Regions from separate parts of the Mus musculus genome. Here regions 1, 3, 4, 5, 6 and 7 are each linked to region 2. Evidence: chromatin contacts called from public Hi-C, HiChIP or PLAC-seq and promoter capture Hi-C data. All regions are on one chromosome and are shown on one strand. Each heading gives the region's core, a stretch centred on a gene start, on an enhancer-like site or on the middle of the called end of the contact. The rest is flanking DNA. Distances are from core to core; before and after follow the strand shown.

Evidence for each region. Promoter capture Hi-C pulls out the DNA fragments that hold promoters and counts their contacts. Hi-C and Micro-C count contacts between places; a contact is called where the count stands out from the background. HiChIP or PLAC-seq counts read pairs in DNA pulled down with a chosen protein or histone mark.
Region 1: a contact with region 2 is called in a promoter capture Hi-C map of neutrophils, with 2.7 times the contacts expected there. The contact joins the promoter of Gp9 here to the promoter of Eefsec in region 2. A contact is called at or near these places in 8 of 39 promoter capture datasets (HPC-7-derived erythroid cells, hematopoietic stem and progenitor cells, hippocampal neurons and 4 more) and 1 of 9 other capture datasets (adipose tissue).
Region 3: a contact with region 2 is called in a promoter capture Hi-C map of liver, with 2.0 times the contacts expected there. The contact joins the promoter of Efcc1 here to the promoter of Eefsec in region 2. A contact is called at or near these places in 2 of 39 promoter capture datasets (hippocampal neurons and liver).
Region 4: a promoter capture Hi-C map of liver shows a contact between it and region 2, with 3 times the contacts expected there. The contact joins the promoter of Prokr1 here to the promoter of Eefsec in region 2.
Region 5: a contact with region 2 is called in an H3K4me3 HiChIP or PLAC-seq map of bone marrow-derived macrophages, with 5 times the contacts expected there. The contact joins the promoter of Cnbp here to the promoter of Eefsec in region 2. A contact is called at or near these places in 9 of 39 promoter capture datasets (the 3T3-L1 cell line, the C10 cell line, HPC-7-derived erythroid cells and 5 more), 1 of 484 Hi-C or Micro-C datasets (rod photoreceptor), 5 of 115 datasets of contacts at active chromatin or transcription factors (bone marrow-derived macrophages, embryonic stem cells, memory CD8 T cells and 2 more) and 1 of 9 other capture datasets (pancreatic islet).
Region 6: a contact with region 2 is called in a Hi-C map of Th1 cells, with 5 times the contacts expected there. The contact joins the promoter of Rab43 here to the promoter of Eefsec in region 2. A contact is called at or near these places in 7 of 39 promoter capture datasets (the 3T3-L1 cell line, embryonic stem cells, hematopoietic stem and progenitor cells and 3 more), 1 of 484 Hi-C or Micro-C datasets (Th1 cells), 2 of 115 datasets of contacts at active chromatin or transcription factors (microglia and pancreatic cancer cells) and 2 of 9 other capture datasets (adipose tissue and pancreatic islet).
Region 7: a contact with region 2 is called in a promoter capture Hi-C map of hippocampal neurons, with 2.2 times the contacts expected there. The contact joins the enhancer-like site here to the promoter of Eefsec in region 2. A contact is called at or near these places in 3 of 39 promoter capture datasets (the 3T3-L1 cell line, embryonic stem cells and hippocampal neurons), 1 of 484 Hi-C or Micro-C datasets (the HPC-7 cell line) and 2 of 115 datasets of contacts at active chromatin or transcription factors (embryonic stem cells and large pre-B cells).

Annotation. Positions count from the first base shown.
Region 1 is chr6:87,776,565-87,779,535 of GRCm38.p6, reverse strand. It overlaps Gp9 (glycoprotein 9 (platelet)), which reads right to left and starts at 1,466. Exons shown (of 2, transcript NM_018762.2): 1 at 1,360-1,466; 2 at 1-543. The coding sequence starts at 531.
Region 2 is chr6:88,445,021-88,447,926 of GRCm38.p6, reverse strand. It overlaps Eefsec (eukaryotic elongation factor, selenocysteine-tRNA-specific), which reads left to right and starts at 1,388. Exons shown (of 7, transcript NM_023060.3): 1 at 1,388-1,721. The coding sequence starts at 1,448.
Region 3 is chr6:87,729,545-87,732,244 of GRCm38.p6, reverse strand. It overlaps Efcc1 (EF hand and coiled-coil domain containing 1), which reads right to left and starts at 1,376. Exons shown (of 8, transcript NM_001159697.1): 1 at 705-1,376. The coding sequence starts at 1,352.
Region 4 is chr6:87,589,024-87,592,019 of GRCm38.p6, reverse strand. Prokr1 (prokineticin receptor 1) reads left to right here and starts at 1,277. Exons shown (of 3, transcript NM_021381.4): 1 at 1,277-1,419.
Region 5 is chr6:87,849,688-87,852,492 of GRCm38.p6, reverse strand. It overlaps Cnbp (cellular nucleic acid binding protein), which reads left to right and starts at 1,387. Exons shown (of 5, transcript NM_001347325.1): 1 at 1,387-1,589. It overlaps Gm44064 (WAS/WASL-interacting protein family member 2), which reads right to left. Exons shown (of 2, transcript XM_030255689.1): 2 at 180-2,133. The coding sequence ends at 1,255.
Region 6 is chr6:87,810,425-87,813,305 of GRCm38.p6, reverse strand. It overlaps Rab43 (RAB43, member RAS oncogene family), which reads left to right and starts at 1,527. Exons shown (of 3, transcript NM_001039394.1): 1 at 1,527-1,959. The coding sequence starts at 1,762.
Region 7 is chr6:87,896,791-87,899,517 of GRCm38.p6, reverse strand. It overlaps Copg1 (coatomer protein complex, subunit gamma 1), which reads right to left. Exons shown (of 24, transcript NM_017477.2): 13 at 1,470-1,565. Among named protein-coding and RNA genes, the nearest start is that of Copg1, 10 kb to the right of the region's middle. Within about 2 kb of position 1,272, at least 11 of the 459 cell types and tissues checked have an H3K27ac peak or open chromatin away from gene starts, as enhancers often do. A contact at or near this core is called in hippocampal neurons, where this site is marked.

The sequences.
Region 1 (2,971 bases), core at 217-2,716, 670 kb after region 2:
GTTCCTGGACTCTGTAAATGTGTTCAATAGACCAGCCAGCAGAATCAGGCCCAGCACAGCCACAGCCACTAGTGACACATCCCACCACACCCCTGGATAGGCCCAGGATGGTGGCAGCTTCCAGCCACAGCTGCCCAGCTCATAACCTGTCAGCTGGCCCAGCGGGCGCCTGGTGGCCAAGTCAGGGCTGGCACAGTACACATGCATTAGGGCCTCGGGCATGTGGTCCTCCAGCCAGAGGCGCAGGTAGGTGAGGCTGCAGTCACAGTGCCAGGGGTTGTGTGTCACATCCAGGTCCCACAGCTGAGGCAAGTGGTCGAAGGCACCTGGTGGCACTGAACGCAGGCTATTGTTGGCCAGCAGGAGCTGGCGAGTGTGCGCTGGTATCACGGGCAGGGCTGTGAGGCCTTGCCCCTCACAGTTCACCTTTAACCCCATGGTTTCCAAGGACTGGCAGGTACAGGGCCTGGGGCAAGCCTGAGTATCTGTGGTCGCAGGCCAGAGCAGAAACAGGAGGCCCCAGGTAGTCATCCAGGAGGCAGGCTGTGGGCAGAGCAATGAGATTAACGCTTGTCAGCCTGTGCCAGGATACCTATGCTGGACAGGGTCTACACTTTTTCTCCAGGCCTCAGCAGCGTGTTGGGTACAGCCCAGGAAGAGTGGTAGAGAGGAGCAGGGCCTTCTTGGTCTCTGGCAGAGATCCAAGCCTCTGCTCAGATAGGGAAACAGGGGACTGCTAAGGGACTCCAGTCTTCGTCCCTGGCCACAGAGAACAGGAAATGTCTTTCTGGGCTGTACCCAGTCCTTTGCCTGGGCTGGGAGTCAGGCCAGGGAATGCGTTCAGCACCGTGTCCACTCTCCCATGATGCCTGATTCAAAAAAACCTTTAGGGCTCGCAGGGCAGCAGCACTGATGGGGAACTCATAGACCTGTCTTGAAAGCCACTTGTCTAGGCTAAGGCCCAGAACTGGGAATGGGAAGCTTAGAGAGGGAAAATACTTGCCTAGGCTCACCCAGAAGTCCATGGCAAAGTCCAGAGTCAGGAAAGTGTCTCATGGCCATGTGGGTCTGCCTGGCTTGCAGCCCTTTCTCCTGGCTTAGGGCTAAGGGCCGTTTCCTTTGTCTGCTCTCCTACCAGGACCCACCTCAGAGCAGGCTTCTGGGGGTGTTCACTGAATGACTTCTGAATCTTCATTCAGCCAAGTTGCTGGTTAACAACTTAGAGCAAATGATCCCCCACTTTCTGTCTTTTAGCAGAGATCGTCCAGGGAGAGACAGACGTGTCCCCTCTCTTTCTGCCAGCTCAGCTGGAGTGGACACCAGGCAGGAGGTCATGCTGAAAATAAGGAGACTGCTTACCTGTGAGGCCTTGGCTGGGGCACACCTTTTGTGGGCTGGTACCATCCTGTTCAAGGCTGCGGTGGTGGTGGTGTGTGTGAGCTGTGTGAGCTGGCAGTGTGGCTGCTGCCTGACAGGAGGAAGGAAATGGTGAAAATAGCCTGGCTTATCCCCTAAAGACAGCCCCGAGGGCCTGTCAGGGCCAGGAGGCACCCAGAGTCCTAGGGCCTTGGACATAGAACTGTAGACCAACCCCACCTTAAGGGAGGGGTACCTCTGTACCTCAAGCAGCCTGTGGTCTTGTGTGATGGGTCTGTGGGCCAATCAAGGTGTCCCTTGCCTGGTGCTAGTAGTTGGGGAGGACTTCCCGGAGGAGGAGGAGGAGGAGAGTGATGGCTGGCTGTGAGTTTTCCTTTGTAGATTCAGGCGATGGTCCTGATGCTTTTACCTCCCCAGGTGTGGTGTGAATGTCTATTTATAGTCCTCCCTCTCTCTAAAGATGCTGAGGGAGGCTCCTTTCTCTCCATGGTGCCTTTTGCACCTGTTGGGCCCCTCTCTTTCCTGTTTCTCACGGAGTTGCAGGTTTGCAGGGCTGAGCCTCTCGGAGACAGGAGACTAATTTATCTCATGTTACTTTTATAGCCTCTTCCACTTGAGCATGATGTCTGTTTTCACTCCCATTTCAGTTTAATGAATGGTTTTGGTATTACAAGCTATTAATCAAAATCGGACCTAATGGTGAAATAGAATCATTATGCAATTAAAATTCAAATCTGCATTTTTTTAAACAAATCATAAAACCCCCACAGTTGTGAATATTAACCAAATCAATGGATTTTTAGCAGATGACAGAGTTCATGGGCACAGAACGGGGGCCACTGGTGAAGCCTGGGCTGAAGTAACATGTCCAGGAGCTGGGGCTCCTGGGACTGTGGGAGGAAAGATGGACCACTGGGGAGAGTGAGAGACCCCTGATCAACCCTGTGGTCACGGCTGGTGTTGGCCAAGATCAACAGACACAATAAAAGTATCCTGGCTCCTTGATCTGGAGAGATTCAGGCGGGTGTAGAGTTGGAGAGGGAAACTGAGGCAGGGAGCAGCAGTGCCACCATCTAAGGCACAGGGACAGAGGCTGATATTGTGTCAGTAGGACAGAGGCCACCAACATGGTCTGCTGCTGGATCCCTGTGCACTCTTCATGGAGAAGTCATATGGGCCCAGGTCAGGGCAGAGGTGGACAGCACCTCCTCCTTCTCTTACACAGTCCTCTCCCACTTTCGCAGGCCAGCTGCTGCCCTCCCCTGTAGACAGACAGGCCTTTGGACCAGGCTGGTGGCAGGACCTATTGAAGCCCCATGCTCTCTTTGCAGCATCTGTCCACTTCTGCTCTCAGAATAGGGGCTGCATATATACAGAACTCTCACTGGGTGAGCTCTGGTTCCCCAGGGCTGGCTGGGTCCCCTCTGGCCCCTGAGTCCTACCTGCCTGGAACCTACCTTCATACTCTTGTGAGGACTCTGCCCCTGATTGGCCTCAGCCTCTGTGAGTGTTTCTTCCCTTTATGGTAGAGCCTTGGGCATCAGGAATCTTCACGGATCTGCCCATCTTCAGGGTAGCTGGTTTTTCCTCAAGG
Region 2 (2,906 bases), core at 139-2,638:
GAAAGAGACTTTAGTTTGACTTCATGGTTTTAGAGATTTCAGTGCATGGTCTCTTGGGCTTGATCCCCCTAGCCTGTGGCAGCACAGCAGTATATTGTCCTGGTGACAGCAGAACGGAGCAGCCTGACTGAACTACTCATTTCATGGTGGACAGGAAGCGACTACTGCCTTCTGCTAAGCTTCATCTCATAAGACAGACCACCAGCTGGGGCCCAAGCATTTAGCACACAAGCCCGTGTAAACCAATTCACTTGCAAACCGCAACCCCTCCTGCCCTAGAAAAAGGAAGGCTGGGAATGTTGGGCCAGCAAGCCCCACCCCCTTTACATGAGAGCAGTGCCATTCAGCTCTCCAGTGCCATTCCTCCCCTGTGAGGCCCCAAGTCCCTTCTTTTCCTAGGCTTTTATCCTTTGCCAGAGCAACCACTTAGGCTTGTGACCTCTTTCATGGTTCTAGGCACCTTTCAATGCCTGAAGGGGGTTACAGAGGCTGGTTGGTATAGCACTCACGACACATTCAAGTTCATACACAACAGTTAAGTTGCAGCTCCTCATGGCAGCCTAGACTTCAAAGTGAGGTTTTTGTCCCGTCCCCACCCCCACCTCCCCTCCCCTGAATCAACGAGGACCTCTTCCTCTTTTCACAGTGCTTCCAGGTTTCTGATGGTCAATTCTCAGTCTGCACTGGACGTCTAGTGACAGTCCTTGAGGGTATCTTCCTCACTAGGCTCCCCGCCTTCCCATCTCTGTCCTTTCCAGATAGTCTGGCTTGGCAACTGGTCTTGGGTTTTACTTACTCCTGTTTTCACAGCAAATAATGTCGATCACCACATCCCAGTAAAGTGTATACAGTCTGCACTTAATAAAGGCTGACAGCCGGGCGGTGGTGGCGCACTTGGGAGGCAGAGACAGGCGGATTTCTGAGTTCAAGGCCAGCCTGGTCTACAAAGTGAGTTCCAGGACAGCCAAGACTATACAGAGAAACCCTGTCTTGAAAAAAACAAAAAACAAACAAACAAACAAACAAAAAAATAAAGGCTGACAGAAATGAATGGACGGATGGATGAGTGTGTATGGAGGGATAGAGGAAGGGATGTGTGGATGGACTGGGTGAGTGGAATGATGAAAGGAGGGAGGGAAGGAAGAATGGATGGATAGATGGTGAGATGGATGGATGGATGCATGGATGGATGAATGGATGGAAGGAGGAATCCCTAATCTCAGACTGGCGAGACTTTGTGGCGTGGGGAGCCGGATGACAGCAAACCCAGGTAGCAGGCCGGCTCTTGTCCCGCCCTGTGTGCGCTCTGCCATAGGGCTGTGGGCGCCCGAGGGCGGAAGCTTCCGTGCCGGAACCGGTGCGCTCAGCGCGGGTTGCGGGGGGGTGCGGCTTAGCAGGCGGACCGCGGGGCTGGCGCTCAGGCGACGGCGTGAGAGGCAGCGGCGGGATGGCCGGCCGGCGGGTAAATGTGAATGTGGGCGTGCTGGGTCACATCGACAGTGGCAAAACAGCGCTGGCGCGCGCGCTGAGCACCACGGCCTCCACTGCTGCCTTCGACAAGCAGCCGCAGAGCCGCGAGCGCGGCATAACGCTCGACCTGGGCTTCTCCTGTTTTGTCGTGCCGCTGCCGGGGGCAGAACCCGGTTCTAGCGACACGCTGCTGCAGGTCACACTGGTCGACTGCCCCGGGCACGCCTCCCTCATCCGGACCATCATTGGCGGTGAGCGCGGGCCGGGGCGGGAGCCGGGCTCGGGGTCCGAGCTCGCGGGATGGATGGCGGCCTGACAGCCTAGGCCTGGCCACCAGCCCGGAAGGCTTGTGGTCTCGAACTCACAGCCCGCAGACGCGGACACAGTTCTCACCTTCACTGCCGTGCACCGAGATGCTTTCCTAGAAAAATGATCCAAAGAAACAAACCCTGCAAAAAGGGTGTATACAAGTTTCAAAAAAAAAAAAAAAAAAAGTCACCACGTACCTGTCCTTTGGTCTCCTGGTTCTCTGTCCCAAACACTGCTCTCAGTTTCCTGTGTGTATGGATGGTTTCAGGAAACATACACAGAAACGCAGACAAGGTGCAGAAATGAAAGATCCTGTTTTTTTCCTTCTGTTGTACTACTTGTGGTCGGTTGGGGTAGTGGGTAGAGCCTAGTGCCTTGATAAGAGGCAAGTGCTCTAGGCTCTCTCAGGATCTCATCCCCCAGTCCCCTTTATACACAAACCATCACTGTCTGGAGACTATATCTACACATAAAGTTCCTTTGTACTTTTATACCAACATTTTCTTGACTGACCCTCGTGACTTTCCCAGAGTTGGCTGCTATTCATAATGCAGTGAATAACTCTAGCCCAGAAGGTTTTGGGATGTGCACTAGTGTAACAGGATAAGTTATGTGTGAACTAGCTAAGGCAAAGGGCCTGCGTGTTTTCAGTCATGATGGGCACTGCTAAAATCTGCTTCTAGGATCTGTACCACTTAATTAGTCTTTAATTACAGGCCACTTAGGAATAGGCCATTATAAATAAAAGGTCTTGTAACCTCCCTTCCTTGCTCAGCGTGACCCCTCCCATTCGTCTACAGGAAACTGTTGCTATGTCTTTTTAAATTCCTTTTGCAAACCCATTTAACTACACTTAAATCTAAGAACAGAACCCCATAACCTGTTTGTAAGCACCCAGCACAAAAGGAGGTGTGGCTGAGTCTACCTGCTGTAGCTCCAGTGACCCATTTCCTGCTTCTCCGCTTGCCCTGGGTTTCTTTCCAGCAGTGTGCTGTAAGCCTGGAAGCATGTATATGGGGCAGGTGGGTCATTCCAGCTGTGTGGCCTCCCTTTCTCTGTGCTGCAGGCAGCCTAAGACTGTTTCCTTGTTTCACTGAAGTGGAAATGGAGGCTTACCTGCCAGAGTT
Region 3 (2,700 bases), core at 127-2,626, 720 kb after region 2:
GAGACCCTTTTAAATGAGAGACCTAGTCTCAGGCAACACACACACACACGCGCGCGCACACACACACACACACACACACACACTACTCTACGCACTCCCAGGGTTCCTTCTGCCCCATCTTACACTCTCCTGGCAGACATATGAACCACGAAGGCCACTTTGACACCTAGTTGTACTCTGCAGCAACTAGGAGACAGGAGACACCAATGTAACGCAGGTCCTCTTCCTATACGCCTATAAGGGCCCCTTTTCTCCCTTAGCTGGTCACCTGAGCTACACTGAACACCGAGGGCTCAAGTGTTCGTTGACTGATCCCAGAGACCAGCTCACTCAATGGCTCCACCTCAATAGCTCAGAGTGAGCCTGGCCCTCATTGCTGGCCATCATTGTCTTTCTCACCTGGGCTAGAGGCCTGGCTGTGAGGGATTCAACAAGTTTCGCTGACTTGGGGAAGGGCAGTCAGTCCTTTGTTTTCCTTAAACCTCCCGAAGAAGGATGTGTGCTGACCCATCACTACTTGGCTACTTAAACAGGTTCCTTCTAGGATTAGAAGGGACTTGGGTAGGAAGTTGGGATCTTAAGGAATGATACATTGGGGTGGAAGTTGGAATGAAGGGGGTGGAATGGGGAACGGAGAGAACCAGCTGAGGAGGGGCTGGGCCGCGGTGGGGCGTCTCTGTCTCCACCCGAGGCATCCCTCGCACCTGAAGGGCCAGGCAACGCGCGTCACTGCTCTGCAGCGCAGCCCGTAGGTCCTCCACCAGCTCGCGTAGGCTACTGTTTTCCTCCTCTAGATGTGCCACCCGCTCGCCATAGGCGCCACCGTGCAGGCTCGGTGAGCCAGGCCGGCGGCGGCGGCGCGGGCGGCGGAGGCGGATCTGTGTCTCGATGTGCTCGCTAAGAGCTCCGCGGGGCAGCCGGGGCCCCGCTCGGCTACTGAAATAGCCGCAGAGGCGCGCGTGGAACTGGCGGAAGGTGAGCTCTGGAGGGTCGGCTCGCAGAGCCAGGCGCGCCTCTTCCCTGACGTCCGCGTCCCCGCCAGCGATCATCCCAGCAGCCGGGTTCGTGGAGGCCGCCTCCGCGGAGTTTGCGTCCTCCGTGGCCGTCTCCCCGTCAGCGTTCAGCCCCAGTACCGCGCAGAGCGCACGGAAGTCGGCGCGCGGTAGGCGGCCCGCTCCCCGGCAGTCCAAGTGGTGGAAAACCTCCTGCAGATACTGATCCAGACCGGTAGCCAGCACCACGATCTCATTCTCCACGCCGCGGTCCAGCCCGTAGTGGTGAGCCAAGGCACTCAGCAGCCACTGAGTGCGCCGCGCAGGTCGCCGGTATGGGTCACCCGCCGAGCTCTCCATGCCCAAACCCTGGCGGTTTCTCTCGGCAGATCGGCGCCTTCAGACAGCCGCCCGCGTCCGCGGAGGGAGGGGCTGGGCGGCCACGGTCAGGCCAGAGAGGCACGGGACCGTATCCAGGCAGCTGCGTGGACTGTGCAGGACGTCTGTGTTTGTCCCGATGGGAGGCGCTGGAGCTACGCGCTCTAGTAATGGCCTTGACCTGCACTCCCCATCGCTCCCCATCCCTATCCCCATCCCCATCACTGTAACCAGTTCCTGACTCAGTTCTTTTGCCCTCTCCAGGCCTTTCCGCTATTGTCACCAGAGGCTGGAGCGCCTGCGCCTGCTGTTGTGTTCTGCAATTCCCAGCCCTCGGCCGGCCGTTCTCTGCCTCTTCTCCAGACTGCTTCCTAAGCTCTCCCTCCCTCCTCGTAACTAGAACCGAGGAGGAAACAAACTTGGACGTGGATGAAGTTAGAGTTTTGGTGAGAGGAAAGTGGTTGTCTACCGCGGCCACCTTTGGGCTCCAGGTGGTTGCTTGGCCTGAGCTCCTTCCGCTGGCTGGGATGAGGTAAACAGTTGTTTGGCCACTATTTTCTTTGGTGCCCTAGAACTTGATTCTGGAAGATGCTGGGCAGACCTGCTTGCTCTTGAGAGCTAACTGGCTTTTCTTCTCTCTTTCACAGAAATGTAGTATTGACTCCGTCTGGCGCTTGCCATGGGAACCTTACCCAGCCATATTGGAGCGAAGAGCAAACTCAGCGGCCCTTGACTATTAGATAAGCAGATCTTGTTTTGTGTACAAATCCCAGTTGAAAAGCATTATCATTTTGTTTCCTCCATTATAGCACCCCCGACCAGCACTTTGTCCTTTGTTCCACACACTTCGGGAAGGAATCAGACATCCCAAGCATTTTGGATATACATGTGTACATATATATGTTAATTATAAAACCAATGGCAATTTAACGGAATAATGTACAATACCATACCTTGGCTTCTACCTTGGAAAACCACATGCACAGCATGTTCATTGACCACATTATTGATTATAATGGCTAGAAGCTGATATTCAGCAGGGGCCCAGGCAGGACAAATCGTGGAACAGGGATAAACGAGGAAACACGCTACAGCAGTTATTGTGACTGTTATGACTAATGAATGGTATGTGATAATAACAACACTGCACAGAACATTACTGGATGCTTTCTACAAGGATGCACATAAGGAATGGCAGCCACAGAACATCTGGTTGCTGTTTCTGGTGATGGTGAACCCTTTGCTATCGGTGCACTGGCTCTTTTGCTGAAATGGGAGATTGCACTGTAAGATGTACAGATCAACAGTTTTTAGTATGTTACAGTTATCT
Region 4 (2,996 bases), core at 28-2,527, 860 kb after region 2:
TAGTCCATCCTTTCGTCTTAGCTCCAAACTTTGTCGATGTAACTCCTTTCATGGGTATTTTGTTCCCTAATCTAAGGAGGAATGACGTATCCACTCATTGGTCTTCCCTCTTCTTGATTTTCTTGTGTTTTGATTGCATCCTTTCTTAACCTCACCCTTACTTTGACAAGCCGGTTTTGTCCAGTGTTGGTTACAGCAATGAGGAAAATAATTAATACACGTGGCTTCAGGGCTGCCCACACTGTAACAGAATTTGCAAACATCTCTTTGAGGCCCTGTATTTATTTGATTTTTTTGAGACCCTGTATTTATTTGATTTTTTTGAGACCCTGTATTTATTTGATTTTAAGGAATTACCTGGAGTGGAGATGCTGGGTGGTAGGGAAAGCCTTTTTTTTTTTTTTTTTTTTTTCTTTTGAGGAAGCATTGTACTATTTCCCACAGCTGCCACGCCATTTTACACCTCTGCCACTGCACACGAGAGTTATACCTGTTACAGTTCACACACATTGAAGGCTTAGTAAACTGCGAAGATATGCACACACTCCTTTGTTTTCTTTGTATCAGTTGATTGACATTGTGTTGCTTCTGCCCTTTGATGACAGTGACTAGAGCTGCTGTGGGGATCGGTGTACACATACCTAAATTCCTGCTTTCAATTTTTTTTCCAGTCGTGTATTTTAGATGGGATTGCTGGCTGCATGGTGATTCCTATTTAACACTTGGAAACCTGGTCATGCTGCTGAGCAGACATGGCATAGAGGCTTCCTTCCTGAATCCATTCTCCAGAAATCCCTAAGAGCTTACCACAGAGGCCAGGCAGCAGACAATGCTCTCAGCTGAGGGCTGCAGAGATAAGCCCAGGGGTGAGGTCTGAGCGCTCCCAGCCAGGGAGAACAGCAGGGGAAGGGATTCTCTGTCCTTTGAAGGCGCCAAGCTCCCGTGACCAGTCCGCCCACTCGGGCGGCAATGGGCCAGTGAACTCGAGGTGCCAGGGGCTCAAGAAAGGCAGAGCCTGGTCACACCATGCAGGGTCGCCTTAGAGTTGGTGCTCAGGCGACACACGGAGCCACACATTCTGCATCCTGACACTTCAGCATCCTCAGTTCCACTCGACTTAGGGACCTGTCCCCAGAGTGAGGGATAGAGAGTGAAAGATGGGAACAGAAGGGAGAGGAAAGTGGAGAGACAGCAGGAGGGAGATCACTGAATATGGGCGGGAACATCGGGGCGGGGCGGAGACAGCGTGCTGTGGGCGGGGCTGGCTGGCCTTAGCCTCTGCTCAGTGTGTCCGTCCGCCGAAGTAGTAGGAGGCCAGCTGCCACTCGAGCACGGAAAGACCCTCAGAAGACAGAGGTGCTCCTAGCCCTTGCTGCAGAGCTCCGGAGGAGCGTCTGAGATCCTCGCTCTGGTTCGCAGGTACCGACAGCCCCGGAGACGCTCTGAGAACCACGTGTAGAGGGTGGACGGAGCCTAGACTGCCCGCTCACAGCCTTAGGTGAATGAAGAGGGTCCTTGGGGACTGCAGCCCCAGCAGCAGAGGACATAAGGTAGTGGGCTGCTCCCCAGGGCGAGAACAATTCCAGGAAAGACCAGGGGACAAGTCCTCCAACCGTCTCTCTCTCCTAGGCGATTCTGGACCGTTTCTTTAAATCCTAACTTTGAGCCGAGCTGGCAGCATGCTTGTAGAGGTACCCCTCAGAAGGGATGAGCCTGGGCTCCGGGCAGCGTCTGCTGGCCTCTCAGCTCTGCCTTCTGCCTCTTATCTAATGGGAGCAGAGCTGGGGGGGGGGGGGGGGGCTGAGCTGACCAGGAGAGAAGGGCAAAGCCTACGAAAGAACTGTGAGAGGGCTCAGGTGGGACGAACCTCCTGGGGTGCGGAGGGACTTCAGCCCTGCCCCCTTATCACTGGGCAGCAGGCTTTTGGGGCAAATCTTGGGGACAACTTACTTCCTCCCTTTCCCAGGATCTCAGATTGAGCAATTTTATTTCCTTCTGACATTTAGGGTGTACTCCAGACCCCGATCTTCTCCCATATCCAGTTCCCTGGCCTGATGCCTTGGGAGAGGTGTAAGGAAAAGTCAGGAGGGAGATTCACTACTGACAGACCCTCTCTCCCCATCCCTGCCCTGCGGGATGCTGGTCTTTAGTCCAGGATTCCCTCCCTTCCTTGCAGCTGGCCTGGAGGCCTGAGCACTGACTTGGGTGGTTCTGGGGCATAGCACTCACTGCCTCTCCAACAGCTCTGATCTTTACAGACAGTATCGATCTGCCTGGAGGATGTTAAAACCCTGCGTGTTTAAACTGAAAACCGTGCGTGTTTAAGCTGTTAACCTGAGGACACACCTCTCACCAAGGGGTTTTGCTCTCAGGTTTCCCTTCTAGCCCTCTGGGTTAAGTGACAGCTTGTGACTGTGACCTTCGACTAGGACGAGCCTTGGCACATAGTGTGCCAAGCTTGTAGAGCCACAGCAGGTTTTTGACAGGGACACAGGAAGCTTGCAGAAGCCTTCCAGTAGGAGGGCTCTGTAAACGGAGGCTCCAGGTTCGGTTCTCTGTGTTCAGGGCTCTGTGAATTTGCAGTTGTGCTATGCTGAGCCCCAAGACGAGTCCTTTCTTTCCAGCTGTGGGAAGCAGCTATTGCTACCTCAGAATGGGGCTGTCCACAAGGACAAAGTTCAGGTGTTCACACAGGGATTGGGGTTTAGGACAGGCCTCCTCTGCGTTCCACCGTCTCACCCTCGCAGCTTGAGGAAGAGCATAGCTTTTTGGTTTTCATTGGAGTGGAAATAAATGGAGCTGGAGCCTGTCTTCCCGGCCCTCCAGCCTTCCCCGGCTGAGTGGATATGTGGTTTGCATTCTCCTGGGTTCTCTCACTGGCCCTTTCTTCCACTCCATTATCTGTGTGTGCCGTGAGCAGGTGGCTAATGGGTCTGCATAGGTTTCAGGATGATTTTAAACTCATCCAAAGTTCCCTCCAACATGTAACCAATTGT
Region 5 (2,805 bases), core at 138-2,637, 600 kb after region 2:
AACAACGAGAACAACAACAAAGATTTATGTGTATGTGGCTGGGTATATTTATGTGCACCTCCTAAGTTAGAGGACATTAGATCCTCTGGACCTGGAGTTATATGTAGTTGTTAGTAGGATATAGGTGTTGGGAACTGAATTCTGGTTCTCTTCAATAGCAGCATGTGTTGTTGCTGGTGTTTTTTTTTTTTTTTTGTTTTTTGTTTTTGTTTTTTTTTGCTTATTTTGAGACTGGGTCTGACTATGGTTGAACATTTTGTTCTTCTGTTGAAATGGAATCTAGAGTCTTGTGCGAGACAAATGCTCTTCTAAACCATATCTACAGCCCAAAGGTCTTACTATGTAGCTATGGCTGACCTGGGACTTGTTATGTAGATTAGATGAACTTGGACTGACAAGAGATCCTACTGCCTCTACTTCTCAAGTGCAAGCGACTAAAGGTATGCACCACCACGCCTGGCTGCTCTCAACTTCTAAGTCATTTCTGCAGGCCCATGTGTAAGTTTAAAGAGTAAGTCGCTAGCGGAAACTAAAATCTAGACAAATTTTAGTACTTTTTAGAACTCAAGAGACTTGAGATTTCCAGATTCTTCATGTTTGTATTAAAAAAATCATTAAAACGGGACAGAGTTCTAGAATGCTTTAGTTTATATAGAAATTGTCTTCAGGGTGTGTGGTAACGCTAGGGAATCAAACCCAGGACTTACAGGAAAAATTTATCTTCTGCTTTGAGGACCTATGACTACACACACAATCTATTTTGGAGACACCATGAAATGCAAACGACGGTCACTCCTGAATGGGGCAGCCCAGGCAATAACTTTCTTGGCCTCCTCTCATCCACAAATCCTAGGGATGTCATTCATTATGGGTCACAAGAAGTGTTGTGACACAAATCACCTGTCACCATCTTCAACCTCATTAGGCATTTTCATTTGGGGCTATTGCAAGCCAGGGGCACTAGCAGCGCGCTGTCGGTTTATACCCAGGAAACACAAAACCCAAACGCATCTCATGGACCGTAACGGTAGCCACAGCCGCTTCTATGATCAGGCCACTAAGACCTTCCCCCAAACCTAAGTGTGTGTGTATTGGAACCTGGTCTGCTTCTGAGCCCCACCAGGCTTAGGGGAGGCCGGGCAGGGGGAGATTGGCTCCCGCAAGCTGCGACCACTGCCCGGATCAGCCCCGTAGGCTGGAGAGAACCAGCAAAGGTTCGAGGGACGAACTGCTAGTAGGAAAGCAGCGAACCACTCATCGTAGACACGGAACCCAGGTACGGGCGGGAAGGCCGCGAGCGCTGCGGGCCGGAAGAGGCTGGGCGTGGAGCAGTCCGCCCCGCCCCTGCCGCCCTCGCGCGAGGCCGCGCTCCCAGCGGGCGATTCTGATTGGCTGGCCTGGCTTCCTGCGCTGATTGGATCCGTGGGCGAGGCGGAGGAGAGCCGTGCGCAGCGGCGTGTGTGGGGCCGTGTGCAGACCCGCGTGTGGCGCAGGCAAGGACCCTGAAAATAAACAGCCGCTGCTTTGCGAGTCGCCTTCTTGGTTCTTCGTCCGAGTCTCCTCCGCTGTGGGCAGCTCAGACGCCGAAGGTGAGAGGCGAGGGTGTAGCCTGCGCAACGGAGGTGGCGGGGTTGGTGCGGCCGAGACGGACGGAGGGCCGGAACTGCGAGGCGCGATGGCGGCCGCACCTCGGCCTGCGCCCTGCTGCGTCAGGCGCGGGGCTCGGCCCGAGCGGCGTCTCGGCTCCAGTTTCTGGCCCGCCGTACTGTGGCGGGCGTCCTGTCCGTCCTGCGGCGCTGGCACTAGGGCTGGAGCGTGGGGCCCTCTCTTGGCCCCGAGGGCCACGCAGGCCTCATCCGTGTGGCGACGAGGCCCGGCGCCCTTGGGGCCGAGGCGAGGAGAGTCGCGCGCGGGCCTAGCGCCGAGGGCCAGTGTGGCGGGAACTCCTGGAACGGGGCGGTGTGGCGGGGGCGAGAGCCTGGTCGAGGTGGAGGTCCCCAGGCCGAGCGCCCGGTGGAGGCCTGGCGGGCCATGTGCCAGCGGCTGCGGGGCCTCAGGACCTGGCCTGTGACGAAGCCCGCGCACGCCGCTGTAAGGCTTGGGAGTCTGGATTCGGTTCTCTGTACTGGCGACCTTTATTCAAACTCCTGATTTCTTGTAGTTCGTATTCTTAAGCAGCTTATTCGACATCGTTAGTCAAAAGAAACCACCTTTCCCTGGATCGATGAGAGTCAAGTCTTAGGTCCCTCACCCCCCCCCCCCCTTTTTTTTTTTAATGGAGCGGGAACCGGGTGGATAGGACCCGTAGGTTGTCAGGCCTTTAAGGCCATCAGGGTGGCAGAAGTCCTTGCCAATATTTCTCGGATTAAATGGATATAAATTACAAGAAAGCCTCGGAAGTAGAGTTGGCAAAGATCAATCTAGATTTTTCATTACCGTGAAAACCTGTTTTAGGACGGTTTAATCGTTCTCACTTGGGTTTAGGTGTTGATTTTATAGGTGAAGCCTTTTGCCTGTTGCCACATGTCAAGCACATGGCCTCGGCCACCAGGCACTTTCAGAGGAAGTGACTACATCTGGGGTGGGGGTGGGGGTCTTGGAAAAGGAGACATTGCACAGCAATCGGCTGGTTAGGTTTTTGCAATATTCTTGAAGACACAAAATAGACAAGAAACCACGACACTCAATCTGACTGCATTAAAGTAAAAGGGAATTAAGTTATATCCCCAATTTACCCCCAGATGTAGTTTTATGTGATAAAAATTACCATTTCCTGTTGCTTGACCCAATTCTGGAGAGACTTAT
Region 6 (2,881 bases), core at 278-2,777, 630 kb after region 2:
GGGTCCTGGCTGCAACTGCTGGGCATTTCTCACAGCCATGGAGTTCCAACTGTTTCAGAACAAACTCTTCTGTTTTCTCCAAGGTTCAGCCTTTGCCTTTCATCTACTTGGCCAGTGAGGCTGCTCACAGGGCCTGTGGAGATGGTGCCTGGGGGCTTGCTTTCTCTGCTTTCCTTAAGTTTCCTCTTCCCTTCCTTACTGGGGAAGTTTTGGATTTTGTCTTGGATTTTGCCTTTCGTTCATGGATGGATCTCAAGGCCCTAGAACAATGTTTGGCTTGCAACAGCCATTATTAAAAAACTATCGAATCAAATAGCCATGCAGGGCCTAAGGGGGCTGTCCAAAGAAGCTAGAGTATTCTCAGCTTTCTCTCATTTTTAGGGATGGGGCCTATTTGATCTAGTTCAAACTGTTTACAGACATCTGGGTCCCATTTCTGTGACTTCAGGTTTCTCAGGCCAAACTTCTGAGCTGGCTGACTCACAGGTTTCCCTTGTGCAGGAGGTGTTTGGCTGGGACCAGGACTCCTGTTCCCAGCCACCCCAGGTTTGACTGGACTCCTGTCTGCTCTATCAATTCTTCCAAATGGAACTCTAGGCCATTCTGCCCTCAAGGATTTTCATTTCCTCTGTCTTCCTTTTTCACCTAAGGGAAGCTGCCTTTACTGTGTGTCACCAGAACTTTCCATTCTCCGAAGAGGGAACATTGAGTTGTGTTCTGCCTCATCAGCCCTTCATTGTCAGCCATAGCTGTCCCCTGCCCCGAAACGACTCTTGCCTGTTCCCCACTGGGTGCAGGCCAGGCGAGGGACGGAGGCATGTCAGTGAGGGGTGGACGTGGGGCCCGGCTGAGAAGGGCATGAGGTTAGGGAATGATGAACTGGCGATTATAACGAGTTGTTGACCTAATAGGGGCCAAAGCCTGCTATGGGGGCGCAGCGGACCGAAGCGGAGTTGAAGAGGCGCGGAGAGCTGAGTTGAGAGGCGTTAGGGAGGAGTTAGCTCCAGGGCTACGAAAAGGTGCGGGTGGATTTCCGTCTTGGATGCAGTGCCTAAGGCGAGGTCCAAGCCAAGAGGCTCCGGAGGATTAGGGCGGGGTAAGAGATGTTAAGGGCGGGGTCAGGACCAAATAGAGGATCAAGGCGTTGTTGACAGCGAATCCGCACCGGGCTTAAGTCCGGGTTAGTGAAGTGCTGAGAAGTGAGAAAGAACGGTGCTGAGGGCGGGATTGGGGTGGTGTTGAGAGAAGGGTCGGAGGCTTTGGCCGTGGTGGGGTGCGGGCGGTGCTCGGAGAAGGATCGGGGAGGTGAGAAGCTTAGAGGGAGTGCTGGGGGGTCGGGACTGTACTGACAGGCTAGGAGGTGTTGGTTATGGGAGGGGGAGACTGGGCGGTCCTGGGGGCGGGACCCAGAGGCGGAGTGGCGGGAGATGGGCGGTGCTGGGGATCAGGGAGGCTCGCCCCGCCCTGAAGGCGGCGCACGAGCGGGCCTGAGGTAGCCGTGGGCCGGCACGGCACCGACGGCTGGCAGAGAGCTGCGGAGGGCCGGGCGGTGCGCTCCCGGGCGGAGCCGAGTCCTCGGGGCTCCGGAGCGGAGCGGGGCGGGGCGGAGCGGGACGGTCGATCGGTCCGCCGTGCAGCTCGTTCAGGTGCCGCCGCCGCTCCACGTAGCCCGGCGGCGGGCCGGCTAGGGCACACGGACCTCGGCCCGCGGCTGTCCTTAGCCCAAGCCGGGCCCTTGCGTCCCAGGACTCCCGCGGAGCCATGGCGGGCCCTGGCCCGGGAGATCAGGACGAACACTACGATTTCCTGTTCAAGCTGGTGTTAGTGGGCGACGCGAGCGTGGGCAAGACGTGCGTGGTGCAGCGCTTCAAGACCGGCGCCTTCTCGGCGCGTCAGGGCAGCACCATCGGTGTCGACTTCACCATGAAGACGCTGGAGATCCAGGGCAAGCGGGTCAAGGTGGGAGGCGGCGCGGCCCGCTGCTTTGCTCCCGGCGGGCGGTTCGCGGCCAGTCCTTCGGCTTCCCCTTCTTTCAGAACGGGCTTGGGCCTTGATGTCCGTGCTGGGTTCAGGTCCGAAAGCACCACCTTGGGCTCTGGGAGTGGTGACAGTGGGCGGCCAGAGCGTGGAGGAGGAAGCCTGCACCCCACTCCCGCCCCCCCGTCTCTCAGCCTGGGGACTCCTTCGAAACAACTTGCGGTGGAAGGCAACCTGCGGGCCGTTCCGTGAGCGCCACGCATGCCGGGACAGACCCTTCCCTGCGCGGCCCTCTGGGGAGCACTCAGCCAAATAACGACATCCCCGTGACCGGGAGGGACCAGGAAGTAGTGGCTGCTAGGACCGGAGGTCCAAAAGTTTTTGTCAGAATTTCCTCCCTGGCCACGCCTCCCCGCGGTCTCTTTTATGGACCCGGTGGTGGAACTCCACTCCACCAGGGCCAGCGCGGAGTTGGGGTGGGGGTGGGGGGCCTCCCCGACTAAGGGTTGATAGAAACCGAAAACTTCATCACAGATACCGGAAGGTGGGGGAGAGAAGCAAACTTTGGCAATGACCCCAGCAGAAACAGCAGGATGTGGTTGTCACAATGTCCTGGCAATGATTTGATAAATAATATTTGTGATGAATGAAATCAAGTTTCTTAACCTAGGTGTCTGTCCTCCCTAAAAAAAAAAAAAAGGTAGCATCCTGGACAGGACACAGCGCTGTTCTTGTGCACAGAGGCTCTTAGTAACTTTCCTGATTTCCACCCTGCAGAAATCCTTTGCCGTTTTTCACGGTTTCTGGTTCACAAGGATCTTCAAGACAGCTTTAAAGAGAACTGGGTGGGGGCAGTCTTGTGTTTTCAGACGTGAAGCCCGAGGATGGGAGTCTTTTGACCCTG
Region 7 (2,727 bases), core at 23-2,522, 550 kb after region 2:
GGCAAGTTCTCAGGTCTGAGTGTTCCAGCCCCTCAGTGAGGGCCATTCATAACCTTCACTGCTACAGAAAGCATGTAACTTTCCGGGAGGGAGCCAGAAAGCTGAGGAGACAAAGCTTGGGCTTTTTCAGTGAGAGAAACCTGTGCTTTAAGGGCCAGAGGCACCTGAGCTCAGATACCACAAAGTGTTCTGCTTGTTCTTCAGACTTACCTGAGAGGCAGGTCATTCCACTCAAGTCACACTAAGCCTCATGTTCCAGTTCTTTAGATGGGTCTAGTGTATCCCAGGCTAACCTTAAAATCACTATGTAGCCAAGGATGGCCTTGAGCTCTGAACCTTGTTTCTGCTTTCCAATTGTTAGGATGTGCAATACAGGCATGGGAAGTGCAGTATGTATCACCTGCCCAGTTTATACAGTGCTGGGGCCAAATCAGGGCTTCGAGCATGCTAGGCAAGCATCCTACCAGTTCAACTACACCTTCAGTTCCCAGAATCCTTTTTTCTTTTGTTCTTTTTTAAAATGTGTGTTGTGTGTGTGTGTGTATGTCTATGTGAGGATATGTGCACATAAGTACACATAAGTACAGGTACTCAGAGAGGCTAGGATATGGTGTTGAATCCCCTGCAGCTGGAGTTATAGGCAGTTATCAACTGCTAATCATGAGTCCAAAGTTTGATTCTCTGCAAGAACAGTATGCACTCCTAAACTTTCTCCAACCCCCCCCCAAATCACTAACACGCACACACATGCACACACACTTATCATTTTGTGTGTATGTTTTAAAAATGTATGTGAATACAGGGCTATATATCTCATGTCACAAACATGGACAGGAGGTTAACTTTTAGAAGTTGTTTCTCTTCTTCCACCATGGAATCCAGGGATTAAAATCAAGTCATTAGGTTTGTTTAGGAAACCTCCAGACTGCTGGGATTCAAGGTGGGCACCACTATGCCCAGTGGAAGTTCATTTCTTACAGATATGCATTCTGGAGGCAGAGACAAGTGGATCTCTGTCAGTTCAAGGCTAGCCTGGTCTATATAGTAAGTTCTAGGATAGCCAGATCTATGCAGCGACCCTGTCACAAAACTAAAACAAACAAACAACACCCAACAAAATCCTGGCACCCATGTTGTGTTTTTCAGCCCCAGTTTTCCAAGAGCTCCTGACTGACATGCAGCATCCTGCACCACCAGACTTCATAACAGAACCCATGCCCCGCCCTTCTGTATAAGCACTGCCTTGGGGCACCTGCTGGACCTGCTGCCATGCTGGTGAGTCACATATCACTACTGTAATTATGACAGCTGCTGCTCTTGCTTCATCTGTGCACGGAGTCTAAAGCGCCGCAGGCGCGGAAACAAGCCGTTTAACAGTGTTCTGAGCGTAACACCAAGAGACAAGTTTGGCAGTCAGGCCATTCTCTGCACCAACAGAATGTGAAGGACCCCAGCGGCCCCGCCCTTACCTCTTCCCTTAGCATGGTGAACAGGAAGTTCATGAGCACAGCATGCTTTCGAGGATACTTCTGGCACAGGGCACTGATGGCCTGGACAACCACCACCTGGGAGAGAGACCTGAATGAGTGGCAGTCCCTGACAGTCCTGGGGACTTGCTCACTAAATGCCACAGAGTCCCTCCAGGGGAAGACATGCCCTGGGCTCAACATAAGATGAAACCAGGAGGAACACTTCTCCATGCTGGGGCATAAGTCCTGAACCCACCTAAGGCAGGGGAAATATGGCAGTCTTGGCAGACCAAGTGTGTCTCGGTCTCCAAGCCCTGCCTGGCCGGCTTCTTCCCTGCCTTTTCTGTTTTCACCTGACATTCCATTCTCCTCTCTTTTCCTGAAGTCTCTTTGGCATTCCTACTTCTTCCCTCTGCTCTCCCCTCCCTTGTCTTTAACTGATTCAAGTCCTTCTATGGCTCTCACATCACCGCTCTTGCAGGCTCCTAAGCCAGTTCATCTTCTGAGATCCAAGTCTCCTCAAACTCATCCTCCACTGTCAGGAGGGCTAGGTTATTCTCATCTGCAAATCTCACCACATCGCCTTCATATAACCCACAGGCAGAGTAGATTTCTGCCCAGTTTGTACAACCCACACTCTAGAATTTATCCTGCTGAATTAAAAACTGCTCCTACTATTATCTGCTGACAGAAACTCTGCAGATTTCATGACTCCACTTATATAACAATGAAATAATCTAACTATGCAAAATAAGAATATATTAGCGACTGTCAAGAATCGGGGGTGCAGGGCTAGGAATGGAGAGCTTGAGTGCTGTCTAGTGATGCTAAGTCTGACTGTGGCAGCAATTTTGAAAGGTATCACACATGCATCTCGTAACCAACGAAATCGAAGTAAGCTCTCTAGATCGTACAACGGCTGGTTTCCTCATCAACTACAACTGTGCTGGATATGGGCACTGGAGCGGAAAGAAATGCCCAGGGCTCCCCTCTTAGTTATTTATTTGCAACCTCCTGTGAATTATTCTAAAGTAAAAGTTTAAAAAATATGTTGGGTGGTGGTGGTACACGCCTTTAATCCCAGCATTCAGGAGGAAGACATGCAAATCTCTGTGGGTTCGAGGCCAGCCTGGTCAATAGAGTGAGTGGCAGGACAGTCAGGGCTACAAAGAGTAACACTGTCTTTTAAAAAAAAAAAGAAAGAGTAAGAGAAGCCAGATACAGTGGCATACATCTCTACTATTGGCATTTGGGAGAC